Linked DNA regions of Mus musculus: region 2 is linked to region 1. The links are chromatin contacts, called in public promoter capture Hi-C maps. All regions are on one chromosome and are shown on one strand. Each heading gives the region's core, a stretch centred on a gene start, on an enhancer-like site or on the middle of the called end of the contact. The rest is flanking DNA. Distances are from core to core; before and after follow the strand shown. Region 1 overlaps Spin1 (spindlin 1). Region 2 overlaps Gm46414 (a long non-coding RNA gene).

What was found. Promoter capture Hi-C pulls out the DNA fragments that hold promoters and counts their contacts.
Region 2: a promoter capture Hi-C map of liver shows a contact between it and region 1, with 2.2 times the contacts expected there. The contact joins two enhancer-like sites. A contact is called at or near these places in 5 of 39 promoter capture datasets (the C10 cell line, cranial neural crest, hippocampal neurons and 2 more) and 4 of 484 Hi-C or Micro-C datasets (muscle stem cells, olfactory sensory neurons, pre-B cells and 1 more).

The regions. Positions count from the first base shown.
Region 1 is chr13:51,107,120-51,113,751 of GRCm38.p6, reverse strand. All of the region lies in intron 1 of Spin1 (spindlin 1), which reads right to left. Among named protein-coding and RNA genes, the nearest start is that of Spin1, 9.6 kb to the right of the region's middle. Within about 2 kb of position 3,746, at least 14 of the 459 cell types and tissues checked have an H3K27ac peak or open chromatin away from gene starts, as enhancers often do. A contact at or near this core is called in liver, where this site is marked.
Region 2 is chr13:51,289,106-51,295,737 of GRCm38.p6, reverse strand. The region is part of intron 2 of Gm46414 (a long non-coding RNA gene); the gene reads right to left. Among named protein-coding and RNA genes, the nearest start is that of Gm46414, 84 kb to the right of the region's middle. Within about 2 kb of position 2,502, at least 12 of the 459 cell types and tissues checked have an H3K27ac peak or open chromatin away from gene starts, as enhancers often do. A contact at or near this core is called in liver, where this site is marked.

The DNA.
Region 1 (6,632 bases), core at 2,497-4,996:
GAACATTTTAAACAAGCCAAACAGGCTGAGAAAGGAAAAATATAACATATATGGTTCATGTATTAAAGGGGCACCAGGAAGGGAAATGGAGCGGAATCCTGTATTCAAGGATATTAAATAGAATTAAGGGAGTTGTGATCTTAAGGCAAGATCCCACCCCAAGTTTAAGCTAAATTTAGGTCCAGGCATGGTAGTACAAGCCTTTAATCCCAGGAGGCAAGCAGATCTCTGAGGTCAAGGCCAGCCTAAACACAAATTCTACGTGAAGAAAAACTTAAATCCAGGCTTGGTGGCCTATACCTTTAATCCCAGCCCTTAGGAGACAGGCATCAGATCTTTGAATTCAAAGTCAGTCTACAGAGCAAGTCCCAGGACAGCCAATCTTGGGCCAAGAACGAGTTGGAATACTGAAAGCTGGTGATAATGTAATAGGACAAGGGGGCCATGTTCCAGCCCCAGCAAGCAGCAGAACTTGGTGGCTTTGGACACACACGTGGCTCTGGCTTTAGAGTACAGAATAGAAGGGACTACTGGGACAACTGATACTGGCTAGTGGTGATTTATTAGAGATCAGCATCACTGAGGTGAAATCTTCTGGGGAGTGTTTTCTGAGAGGACAAAGAAGCTATGTTCCAGAGATTGCCAAGATTGTACCTCGTGCTGCAGCTGTACTTAGTAATGTGGAAGTCACCCAGGTGGTACTGGTTTTGAAAGCATGAAGGGGTTGTGAGAGACCATGGAAGGCCATTGGTGAAAATGCTGCCTCAGTTGCAGTTGATGGCCCAGGACTGAAGGGGTCATGAAAATGAGTTGAGGCTTGGCACCATGAAAAGAGCCTATAAGAGGCTATTGGTGAAGCCTGGTTGTGGCAGAAGACTCCAGCGTATTGGAGATGTCCATAGGATGATCACCAAGAACAGCAGCGGCAATGGAGTGGATCAACCTGAGCTTAGAGTGCTACAAAAGGCAAAGATGGAGAAGTGATGCCTGCCTTTTGGAGGAGCCCAGAAGATAGGCTGATCCCAGACATTGAAACAAAAAGCTATAATACTGAAGTAACCTTGGAGACCCCAAGATCTTTGAGATGCCAGAGCTGTGGACTATCTACTGAGGAAAGTTGCTAACAAGGAGTGGAACTAGCCCAGGAGAAAGAAGTTGGTTGCAGTCAGCAAAGATGAAAAAGGAGTTGAAGATCTGACGACCCCTTTGACATCAGACATGGAAATGCAGAGTTTAGAGTTTGCCCAGCTGGTTTCCTGTCTTGCTTTGAGGGTTACAGTTAAGTGATTGGATGAATCTCAGAAGAGATTTTGAACTTCAGACTTTTAACATTGTTGAGACTGCTATAGACTATGGAGACTTTTGAGGTTGGACTAAATATATTTTGCATTATACTGTTGTTTATGTGTGGCCCCCAAACTCATATGCTTGAACAAGCCTTTGGGGGCCAGGGAGTAAAATACGATGGCTGATATATACTCAGCCCAGGGAGTGGCATTATTAGAAGGTGTGGCCCTGTTGGAGTAGGTGTGTGTCACTGTGAGTGTGGGTTTTCAGGCTCTCATCCTAGCTGCCTGGAAGCCAGTACTCTGCTAGCAGCCTTCAGATAAAGATGTAGAACTCTCAGCTCCTCCTGCACCATACCTGCCTGGATGCTGCCATGCTGCCACCTTGATAATAATAGTCTGAATCTGTAAGCCAGCCCCAATTAAATGTCCTTATAAGAGTTGTCTTGGAGCTGGAGAGATGGCTCAGCGGATAAGAGCACTGACTGCTCTTCCAAAGGTCCTGAGTTCAAATCCCAGCAACCACATGGTGGCTCACAACCATCCGTCACAAAATCTGATGCCCTCTTCTGGAGTGTCTGAAGACAGCTACAGTGTACTTACATATAATAAATAAAAATAAAAAAATAATTTAAAAAAGAGTTGTCTTGGTCATGGTGTCTGTTCACAGCAGCAAAACCCTAAGACACACCAGTTATCAAAAGAGAATAAAGAACCTAAAAACTTAACCTAAGAATTTGTTTGAGAAAATGATATTCAAAGGGTGGCCAAGTCTGAAAACAGAGGCAGGAGAGTCAGGGCTTCAAGGTCAACCTGAACTACACCAGACAATGTATCAAAATCCGAAAAGGAGTAAGATGAAGCTGATATTCTCACTGAAATTCAGCAGTAGGGCTAGAATGGACAGCTACACACTAAAGACATTAGAGTCTGGAGATCTTCAATCATTTGGAGTTTGTAGACTGTGTAGACTGATTACTATGCACAGCAACTGGTCAAAATTTCAGGTGTAACTAATTAACTTCATCACTACTACAGTTAAGAATTTTTCAGAAGAAAGCCAGGTAAGTCCAAAATTAAGTAATACTGAGTTAATGTTTAGAGAGAGAGAGAGAATGAGAGTTCCCCCTAAGGAAAACCAAGATGCCTTTCAGGAAGAACATGGGGGTATGTCTCGTACCTTATTTGCTACACACAAGAACGATCTTGCTCAGTAAGGCAAGGTCCTTTCTCCCATAAGTGACCTGTCTGGACAGAAAGGCATGCAGGCAGCCATTGTTTAGCACAGGAATAGACAGTGCTTTTATATTAGTCTCTCCTTTTCTAATCTGCCCTGAAATTGTGCTCAAATTCCCATACCCCTCAGATAGAGGGGGGCCTTCCCTGTTCTAGTCCCCCAAAATCTACTTGAAATGCCACAACGATGCCTTTCCCACTAAAAGCCCTGGGACTTCAGCCACCAGAATTTTACTCTTGCAGGTTAGATCCTGTTTTTAACTCTATTTTTCATGTCTCCTAGCCTCTCTTTCCTCCTGTTCCTGGTAATTCCCTCATTTGAACGCTTTTCTCATTTGAACGCTTTTCTTAACTTAGTCTTAAAGTAACCAGAAACCAGACTATCACTTGACACAGTATACAGAACAGAGAATGTAAAATATAGCATAGGCCTTTAATTCTAGCATTTTGGAAGCTAAGGTAGGAGGATTGCTAATTCGATGATAACCTAGATTACACAGCAAGGTCCACACAGCAGCCTTAGCTACATAGCAAGAATCTGTCAAAGAAACGAATGTCATCATCAGTGTATTAGCTCTACACCTGAGATGTACAAAAACATGGGCTTGGGTATCTGTCAATCACCTTGTATAATACACAAACCTTTATACATCTTTTGTGGGTATATGTTCTGTTCACAATTATGCCAAATTTCTCTCAGATTTTCGTTTGTACAGTGCAAGACTGTACAATCTTCTGATAACTCACTTCATTACATGTCTAGAAGACTGATGGGGCAGGCTGTGAGAAAAACGCCAGAGGATAGCCCTGGGGCTAATTATATTTGGTGTTAATTCCGTTTCCTGTGAGTCAGCACTCAGGTGATTTCCTGTAAACCTTCTTCCCACCTAAATGTATAAAATAAAGGCTAGAGCCGGTGATTGGGCAGAGAAAGAGGGGAAGGTGGAGCTGAAGGTTTGGGGAGAGAAGAGGAGAGGACAAAGGGAAGAAGGAGAAGAAGGAAAGTGGCCTGGAGAAACCACAAGTTCTAAGGGTCTCTCATATGGGAAAGATAGTAGATCTGCCCAATCTGGGAGCACAGCGTGTATTCATATTAATTGAGTTGTATTTTCATTGCAGGGGCATTTAGAGATTTTCGGCAACAAGGAGGAAGCAGAGGTAGGTCACTGTAGGCTGGACCAGAAAGGCCACTCCCACTGGCCCAACAGCTCCCAAGGTCTCCAGCTCAGCTGACTCTGAGAACCACACACCACTCATTGGAGTTGACTTTAAGGTTTCGGTGCTGTCCAGTCAATACCCTCATCCACCGTAGTGTAGCTTCAGGGTTAGACTTCACTCACTACTGCAGTTGTGAAGCAGAGCAGCTGAAGACCCATGTGTGCAGAAGCAGCACCATGGCTGAGCACACTGCACTGGTTTCTGACCCAGGCACCCTCTAGCCTCTCCACCTCACGAACTAAGTGTAGGCACAGGTGGTGATTGCCCTGGAGGCCCTCAGGGTCAATTACCAACATTGAAAAAAGGAGTAAAATCGGTGATTGTTCACTCAACCATCAGCACAAGGTGAATACCTGTACAGTGGACTAAGAACTTTAAACTCACAGCCTTGAGTTCCTTACAGTTAACTCTAGCCATTGTACTCAGAACCTAGAGAGTGAACTAGAAAAGTAATTAAGGGCAAAACTCAAACAATCTCTGCTTTTCTAGAACTCAACCTTCTTGAGAAAACTAGTCAATGTTATCAAGCAAAGTAACACTACTTTTGAGGACTAAACGAAGAATTGCAGAAACCTGCTCATGACTATAGCATGCACCAGACACATCTCCACTCCAATTCACACCCAACAAAGTAAGGCCTGAGCAAAACATCCAGAGGAAGAGAAGGAATTTTAAATAGAAAAGCAACAAATACCAAGATCCCTGATCTTCCCCTCAGAAGGCAGAAGGAAAGGTACACAGGCTTCCCTCGGGCGGCTTAACCACCAGTGCAAACTGAGGCCGAAAACAGTGTAAACGCCACACTGCTCTGAGTAGCGTTATGAAATCCTGCCCTTTGCTGCCCAGAAGAGTAATAACCCTTCTGCCCACCTACCTATGCAGTACACTAACCACCCACACAGGAATCACTTGGTAGGCACAGGGGGTCTCAGATCCACACTACTGCAGAACCTGCAGGCTCATGTTCCAATCTTATTTTACTTACTAAGAGTACACATACAGTAATGTCAGTTTGGATATGCCAAAGGAAAGTCATAGCATACTTCCTTAAACAAAAAAAGTGGAAATTCCAGACTTAAAGGGAAAAAAACCAAAACAGCAAAACACTAGTATGCCAGAGTTGTCGGGTTCTATGGTAAGAGTGAACCCAGGAGATGGTTCAGTACCTAAGAGCCAGCGCTGCTCTTACAGAGGGCCCAAGTTCAGTTCCCAGCACCTCCTTAAGGTAGCTCACAACTGCTGGTAACTTAAGGAGATGTGATGCCCTCTTCTGGTCTCCACCAGGATCCACAAACACATGACAAAAATACACTATAAGACAAACACATTTCTATGGAAATAAAAATAAATCTTTTTTTAAAAGATCTTTAGATTTAAAATTTTTTTAAAAAATGAGAGTCATGCTAATTTTGCTGTTGAACCTCAAACTACAAAAGTTGGTCAAAGTGAAGAGCCACTAAAGCAGGATGGAAGGCAAGCAAAAACAGCATTTCTACCTGATAACAATCCATTGCTCCACAAAACACTGAAGCAGTACCAAGACTTCACCATGGGTCCCCAGAATCGTTGACATCAAGCAACTCATGGCATAAAAGAAGGAAATTAAAACATGTGCTATTTTCTATTTTCAAAACTCAAACACTAAAGGAACAGAAACATATTACTGGGACAGGCAGGACAGATGACATACCAACAGAGATTGCACTATGACTTCTGAAAACTGTTCTGAATTCTGAATTACATTAATGTTCACAGGGATCTGTTGGGGGGGGGGGGGGGGCGAAGCAAACAGAAACACAGTAAGAAAATTAAAACAGGCATCACGAAGTGGCCAGGTCTGCAATCCCAGAATTTGAGGAACTAAGCCAAGAGGGTCATGAGACCCTGTCTCAAAAAGCCAAACATTAAAAATATTATATGAACTGGTAAAGACTAAGCAAGAATTTAATGCAAATAAACCAAACTTATACCACAACTGAAATTTTTTCAAGGGAGCTTTTACTTATTTATTTGTGTGTGTGTGTGTGTGTGTGTGTTCTCACGACAGTCTCATGATGTGTGGAAGCTTATTTTTCCTTCTACTGTGAGACATAAGGATGGAGCTCAGGTGGTCAAGTCTGCCTAAACAAGTGCTTTTACACTACAGAGTCATCTTACCAAGTCAGCTAATATTTTTAGATGGCTTTCTGGTTCAGAATATCAACAATACAACAGATGTAGTTAAGTTTCTAATAAAGACATAAAGAACTGTCAGTCACAGAGCCTACAGCTGTTCTACTAACTTTATTTCCAAACGACTACATATGCAATTCGGGGGAATGCAATTGCACTGATGTTGCTAAGACTACACATTTCAACATCAAAGAAAAAAAGATGAATTCAATGTGAAACCTGAAAGTACTAACCTTGATTCCAGAGCATCAAAGTGTATGTATGACCCAAGTCAGTTCAACGGACGCGGGACAGTAGCAGTAGCAAGGACAGAACAGAGCCGAGAGGCCCTAAACTCCACTCCCAACCACAGGTGCTAAAACTACATAAGCATTGGGGAGGAAACTAAACTTGAACCCTAGACATCTCCCGGTAGAAAAGAAAAACTCACATGTCTAACATTAACACACATATCAAGTGAAGGCCCACTATGCTCTCAAGTTGGGACAAGCTGAAGAAAAGAACTGTGTGATTAAAACACTGGATATATTACAAAAAAATTCCAGGAGTGTACAATTGAGATGAAAGCTAAGTAAACCTCACACACATACAAGAAAAAAGACTACTGCAGAGTACCACAGCTTCTGGTCTGCTGCTGTGATAGAATAATATCCTGACACCACAGCTTCTGGTCTGCCGCTGTGATAGAATAATATCCTGACACAGCGACTTGAGGGAGGA
Region 2 (6,632 bases), core at 1,253-3,752, 180 kb before region 1:
GGGGGCACAGTTCCTCCTTGCACAGAAGTTGCACATTAAAGCAATGTGAAGCCATCAATGTAGACAAGGCCTATCCTACAGAAGCCTGAGGGATTAGTGTGTGGAATAGATAAAGAAATGAACGGACAGCACTCAAGAAGATGAAACACAAGCATCCAAACACAGAGAGGCAAAAAAAGTTCATCGTCTTTAGCCATGAGAGAAAAGCAAACCAAACCTGTGTTGCGATCTCTTCTTCACCCCGTCAGTGATCCAGGAAACAATAACTGATTGCATTTCACACTGAGTGCATGAAAGAACCCTTACAACGGGGTGGAGATGTAACAGCCCAGTGACCACAGAAACCAGTGTAGAGGCTCCTTAGAAACTTAAAAATAGAACTTCCATGTGCTCTGGCTAGAACACACCCTGCTATACTCAAAGGAATCTAAGTCCACGTAACATGGAGGTACCTGCATGTCCATGCTCACGGCAACATTGTTCATAGACGCCACAATGTGCTACAACCCAGATGCCCATTAATAGCTGAACCAGTAGGCAAAGCATTTGCCCTACAGGCGTGTTCAGATCCCTGGCACCCATGCTCTTAAGACAAAGCAAAAGGAAGTACTATAGTAGCAGTGTGTGCCTGTAACATTAGCATGGGGGTGGGGGTGGGGACAGAGACTGGAGACCGCGGAACCCTTGGGCTCCATAGCCACTCCAGCTGCATGGGCAAGCTCCAGGTTCAGTGAGAGACCCTGTCTCAAAAAACTGTGGCAAGTGTTTGATGGAGACACCCAAGGTTGACTCTGGTCATTAGGGGCAAAGAAAGAGACATGGCTTGGAGACCTGCACGGTGAGCAGATCATAGCTGTGCTGATTTTAAGATCTGTCCTTACATTTCTTTTTTCTTTTCTTTTCTTTTCTTTTCTTTTCTTTTCTTTTCTTTCCTTTCCTTTCCTTTCCTTTCCTTTCCTTTCCTTTCCTCTCCTCTCCTCTTCTCTTCTCTTCTCTTCTCTTTTTTCTTTTTCTTTTTTTTGTTTTTGTTTTTTTGAGACAGGGTTTCTCTGTATAGCCTTGGCTGTCCTGGAACTCACTTTGTAGGACAGGCTGGCCTTGAACTCAGAGATCCACCTGCCTCTGACTCCCGAGTGCTGGGATTAAAGGCGTGCACTACCATGCCCGTCCTTGTCCTTGCATTTTTAAAACCCACGCACACTGAATGTTTGTGGATGGTGCATTTGTTATCCCCCCTCTTCCCAACCCCCCCCCCCATGTAATAAATACACTGACCAAAGCCACTGGCTCTGGTTTATTCTGGTCCACAGCTCAAGGGTAGAAGTTGTAGTGGTGGGTGACATCATATCTACAGTCAAGGGGGGAATGCTGGCGCAAGGCTTAATTTCACTTTAAAACATACTGTTTTATGTAGTAATGATGGTGGGGATGATGGTGGTGATGATGGTGGTGATGATGATGGTGATGGTGTGTGGGCATGTGTAGTATGAGTATGTAGAGGCCAAATGTCAACTTTATGAAGCCAGTCCTCTCCTTTCTCTGTCGATTCTGACCTGGAGTTGCACCCAGGTCACCAAGCTCTCAGCAGGCTCTCACTGAGCCATTCCACTCACCCTCCTTCTGCATCTTATTAACTACACACATCCACACCCTCACATTTACATACAACACCTCACATACCACTCCATCCTCTGCCCATCCATCCCCTTTCCTCAAAGGCAAAGCAACAGAGCAGGGCCCTGCAGTGAGGAGGCTCTGCAGTGAGGAGGCTCTGCAGTGAGGAGGCTCTGCAGTGAGGAGGCTCTGCAGTGAGGAGGCTCTGCAGTGAGGAGGCTCTGCAGTGAGGAGGCCCTGTAGTGAGGAGGCCTGCAGTGAGGAGGTCCTGTAGTGAGGAAGCCCTGAAGTGAAGAGGCCTGCAGTGAGGAGTCCTGCAGTGAGGAGGCCCTGTAGTGAAGAGGCCTGCAGTGAGGAGGTCCTGCAGTGAGGAGTCCTGCAGTGAGGAGGCCCTGTAGTGAAGAGGCCTGCAGTGAGGAGGCCTGCAGTGAGGAGGACTTGAAGTGAAGAGGCCTGCAGTGAGGAGTCCTGCAGTGAGGAGGCCCTGTAGTGAGGAGGCCTGCAGTGAAGAGGCCTGCAGTGAGGAGGCCCTGTAGTGAGGAGGCCTGCAGTGAGGAGGTCCTGCAGTGAGGAGGCCTGCAGTGAGGAGGACTTGAAGTGAAGAGGCCTGCAGTGAGGAGGCCCTGTAGTGAGGAGGCCCTGCAGTGAGGAGGCCCTGTAGTGAGGAGGCCCTGTAGTGAGAAGGACCTGAAGTGAATAGGCCTGCAGCGAGGAGGCCCGGAAGTGAAGAAGCCCTCAAGTGCTGTGAGGATGAGGCCAAGTAGGTCCCCCTGACCATTCTGGGACTTGCCCTGACCAGCCTGAAGCCTGGGACTCTTCCTCCCCAGCCTCTCACCACCTCTTCTAACCAGACCCACTCAGGGAATTGTAAGAACAGGAAATGGCTGTCCTTCCCGTTGAACTTGCCTGCTCTCTAGTTCTTGGCTGCTCTTAATCCTACCTTCCGGCCTAAGGCTTTGCCTCTTGGGGGTTATGCTCAATATTTTCTGCATAATGACCTGGATTCTGTTACAGGAGTCTCAGAGAGCTCCCACTCCTCAGCTGGTGAAGGAGGGAGGGCTCAGAAAAAAAAAAGACAAACAAGGAGTCCATGCTTTGCTGGAAATGTTAGTTAGGACAGTCTTTAAACTGTGGGAGAAAGAGAGCCAGGGAGTGAGGACATGGCTTTGGTGATGCCACCTCAGAAGGTGAATGACCATTGTGCTGGGAGCAGTCTGGTGAGAAGAGAAACTTGGTGGTTTAAGTTCTGCAGACCGGGAAGAGCTGCAAAGCCATGGAATGCTCTCTCTCTCTCTCTCTCTCTCTCTCTCTCTCTCTCTCTCTCTCTCTCTCTCCTGCAATAGGATCAGACTCATTTGCTTAAGCATGACTATCAGAGCTCTGGGTTCAGATCTACCTCTATAAGCACATAGAGACTGGCTGGGGCAGGACGCCAACCTCTGACCTCCACTCAATGCACACAGGTACACAAACATGCTTTCAAATAGAAGCAAAAGCAGACCCTAAGAATGTGTCGTAGGGATAGGATGTAGCTCACTGATAGAGCGCTTGTCTGGAAAACATGAAGTCTTGGGTTTGTTTTCTAACAGGGAAAACAAACAGCTTTATAAAAGCAAGGTGCTTTTCTGGTTTACATAACAAGTTCCAAGCCAGCCAGGGCTATACAGTAAGACTCTGGCCGACAAAGATAGACAGATAGATAGATAGACAGATAGGTAGATGATAGATAGATAGATAGATAGATAGATAGATAGATAGATAGATAGATAGATAGACAGATAGATGTTTCCTTCCGTTCAGATGTTCATATCTTCTCAGCTGTCCCCTCGATGTTTTCCGAACAGATGCTTCTGAGTTTAAACCTCGGGCTCACCTTTGCTCTCACCTAACCTGGCAGGCACCCTTTGGTCCTTCTACTCTGCCACCTCAGAAAACTGCATTTTCTCTTTCGTTGAACCCTGAGGGTGTCTACCCTTGAGGATGGCTGGCACTGAATGGCAAACAAACTGAATCCGATATAGAGCAGGGTAGAACGGGCATGTAGCTCACCTGTGCAATCTGCACGTGATCCCCTGAAGAAACTGTGTGTGAGTGGTCAAGGTTAACATTTCCAGCTACTCCACAGCTGTGCTGTATATATAAACACACACACACACACACACGCACACACACGCATGCACACATGCACGCACGAACGCACAGAGTAGTGTGTCGGGCCTCGCACGCATGTACGTATGTCAGGCTGGTGTACTTCAACTGTACCATACACTCTAAGGCCCTGAGTTCCATCTCCAGCACCACAAATAAATCTAACAAATCAACTTTGAAATGATTCATACAACCAAGCCTTGCCTACTTTGGTTAGAACACAGTTGGCCAAAATCATCTGGAAGAAAGCTTGCTTTACAGTAGAGTAGTAGAGAAGTCCTGTAATTCATTGACAACTACCATGAAAGCTAACAGAGGTTGTATGCCTATGTTTCTGCGGTGTCAGGAAATTGTCAGATGAGCCACTGTCGAGTGGGTGGCCATCTACGCATTCCACAGTAGAGAACTTTGGTAAAGTAGCACACACGGGAGACTGAAGGGATGGCACAGAGAATTAAAAAGCCTCAAAGAAGGTCTGAATTTGAATCCCCAGCAACCACAAAAAAGCTGGGTGTGGCTATGAGTGTTCCTATAACCCAGTGCTTGGGTTGAGGGTGTCACAGACAGGAGATCATTGGGGCTCAGGGAGATCCTCTCTGGAATAGGTGAGAGTGAACAGGCAGGACACCTAATGCTCCACTCATCCCCCTCACCACCACCATCAGCACATGCATGAACCACACACCACTTAATAAATAAAGTAAGACACACACAGTCCTGCTTCCAAAGCCAGGACCTCGCAGATCTTGGCCTCTTTCAGCCCACACAAGACAAGACTCAGCAGGATGGACTGTACTGCAGGTGACACCCAGTCTCACGGGGACTTCCTTGACTACAGAGCAGGAGGATGCAGCCATCTGCCTGCCCAGGATTCCATGGCAACCGTGTGGCTTGCATGATGGGAGACTTGCAAAGGGTAGCCCGGCTCCCTCTCCCCAGCTTGGCTGCTTCTTCCTGGATTCTGTGCAGAGGGATTTCCAAAGCCCTGGGTTCCATCCCCAGTACCACATAAACCAGGCATGGCGGTCCATCCTTCAACCCCAGCGTTCAAGTGATGGAGACAGGAGGAACAGAAATTCAAGGTCATGCTGGACTACATCAAGAGTTTGAGGCCAGCCTGAGCTCCGTAAGAACCTGCCTAAAACAAACAAACTGGTGTAGAGAGGTGGTTCAGCCCTTACCACCAGGCCTGACACCTGAGTTTCATACCCAAAGCTCACAGGGTATAAGGGGAGAACTATCTCAGAAGGTTGTCTTCTGACTTCCATGTGTACACCAACACACACACACACACACACACACACACACACACACACCATAATATAAATAAATAAATGTAAAAAAAATTTTAATCAAGCAAACAACAGCAAGAAAGAAAGAAAAAGAAAGAAAGAAAGAAAGAAAGAAAGAAAGAAAGAAAGAAAGAAAGAAAGAAAGAAAGGAGAGGAAGGAAGGAAGGAGAGGAAGGAAGGAAGGAAAGAAGGAAGGAAGGAGGGAAGGAAGGAAGGAAGGAAGGAAGGAAGGAAGGAAGGAAGGAAGCTGTCAACACTGCTACTAACTCTGGCTCTCTCCCAGGCTGGGGCTACAGCTCAAGGATAGAACTCAGGTTCTGCATGTACAAGGCATAGGCCCCGCCCTTGCTAACCACAACTGTACAGTTCGACAGAGGCTATGAGTGATCTGCCTCCATCGCTAGCTCTCTGGGCTTCTCTGCAGGCTATCCCTCTCCTTCATCAGTGGTTATTAGCAGGGCTGTTCTCTCTTCATGGCTGAGTGTGAAGGGCTACATCGCTTGTCTTCCATCAGCGGCTACTGCTATTTCTTGCTCATGAGTTGCTAGGCAACGGTACCCATTCTTCTTGTCTCCATTCCGAATTTTCTTCTTATTTATTTTTTTATATCTCCTCCTTGCATGGCTACTCTCTGCAATATAGAATTCTGTCACTAGAGAAAGCAGATGTTCCCTTTAGCGATCCTCAAGATCTATTTATACTTCAAAAAAAAAAAAGAAAAAAAAGAATTCCAATCCTGTCTTCTTTAGCAAGGCTCAATTTCTTCCTGTCTTCCCATAGGAGCCAAGGTTCCTAGTCTGCCCCAGTTGCACAAACAGAAGAGCAGTATTTCTTTAACCTTCTATTCATCAGCCTCGCCATGTCCTTTCATTCTTCCAAGATGTTCTGACTTCCTCATATCTCATTTCTTTCTTTTCAAAGATACAAAGCTGTCTTGGACACACACCACAGCCTAACACACGTTCTGCTCTTAGAGAGACTTGATATCCCCACAGGGAAAGGACCCCACCTGCATTCTGACTGCTATGGTTCAGATGTGGTTTGTTTCCCAGGGGTGTATGTTGGGAACTTGGCCATCATCCTGACAACGTGAGAGGTGGTGATACTTATAGAAATGGAGTCTAATGGTAAGTCCTTGAGCTGTTGAGACTTGCCTGTGGAAGGAAGTTCTTGTCTCCTGAGTTCTCGCCAAAGTCTTTTTCTGATTTCTCTTTCAAAGCATGATCTCTGACTCCCTCAGCTGCCTGTCTTCCACTGTTGAGTTCCCAGCCAGAGATTGAGCCAATAAGACCTTCCAGGTTCTAACACTACAAACTGAAGAAACCTCTTCTTCATAAATTGTCTGCATCAGGTGTTTTGTGACAGCAATGAAGCCAGACTAATACACTCTTCATCTAACCCTTTGACCTTGAGAGGAAGCAAATTTAAAGTAGCTCACTAGATCCCCCAACAAGTCTATGCAGTATTCTCCTTTGTCCTCTCTGAGATGTGTGCAAATGTGCAGGTTCAAGTTCATACTCCTGATTATTTATCTAGAAGACAGCCTCTCAACTGCTTCTTCTCCCTGGCTCAATCCCC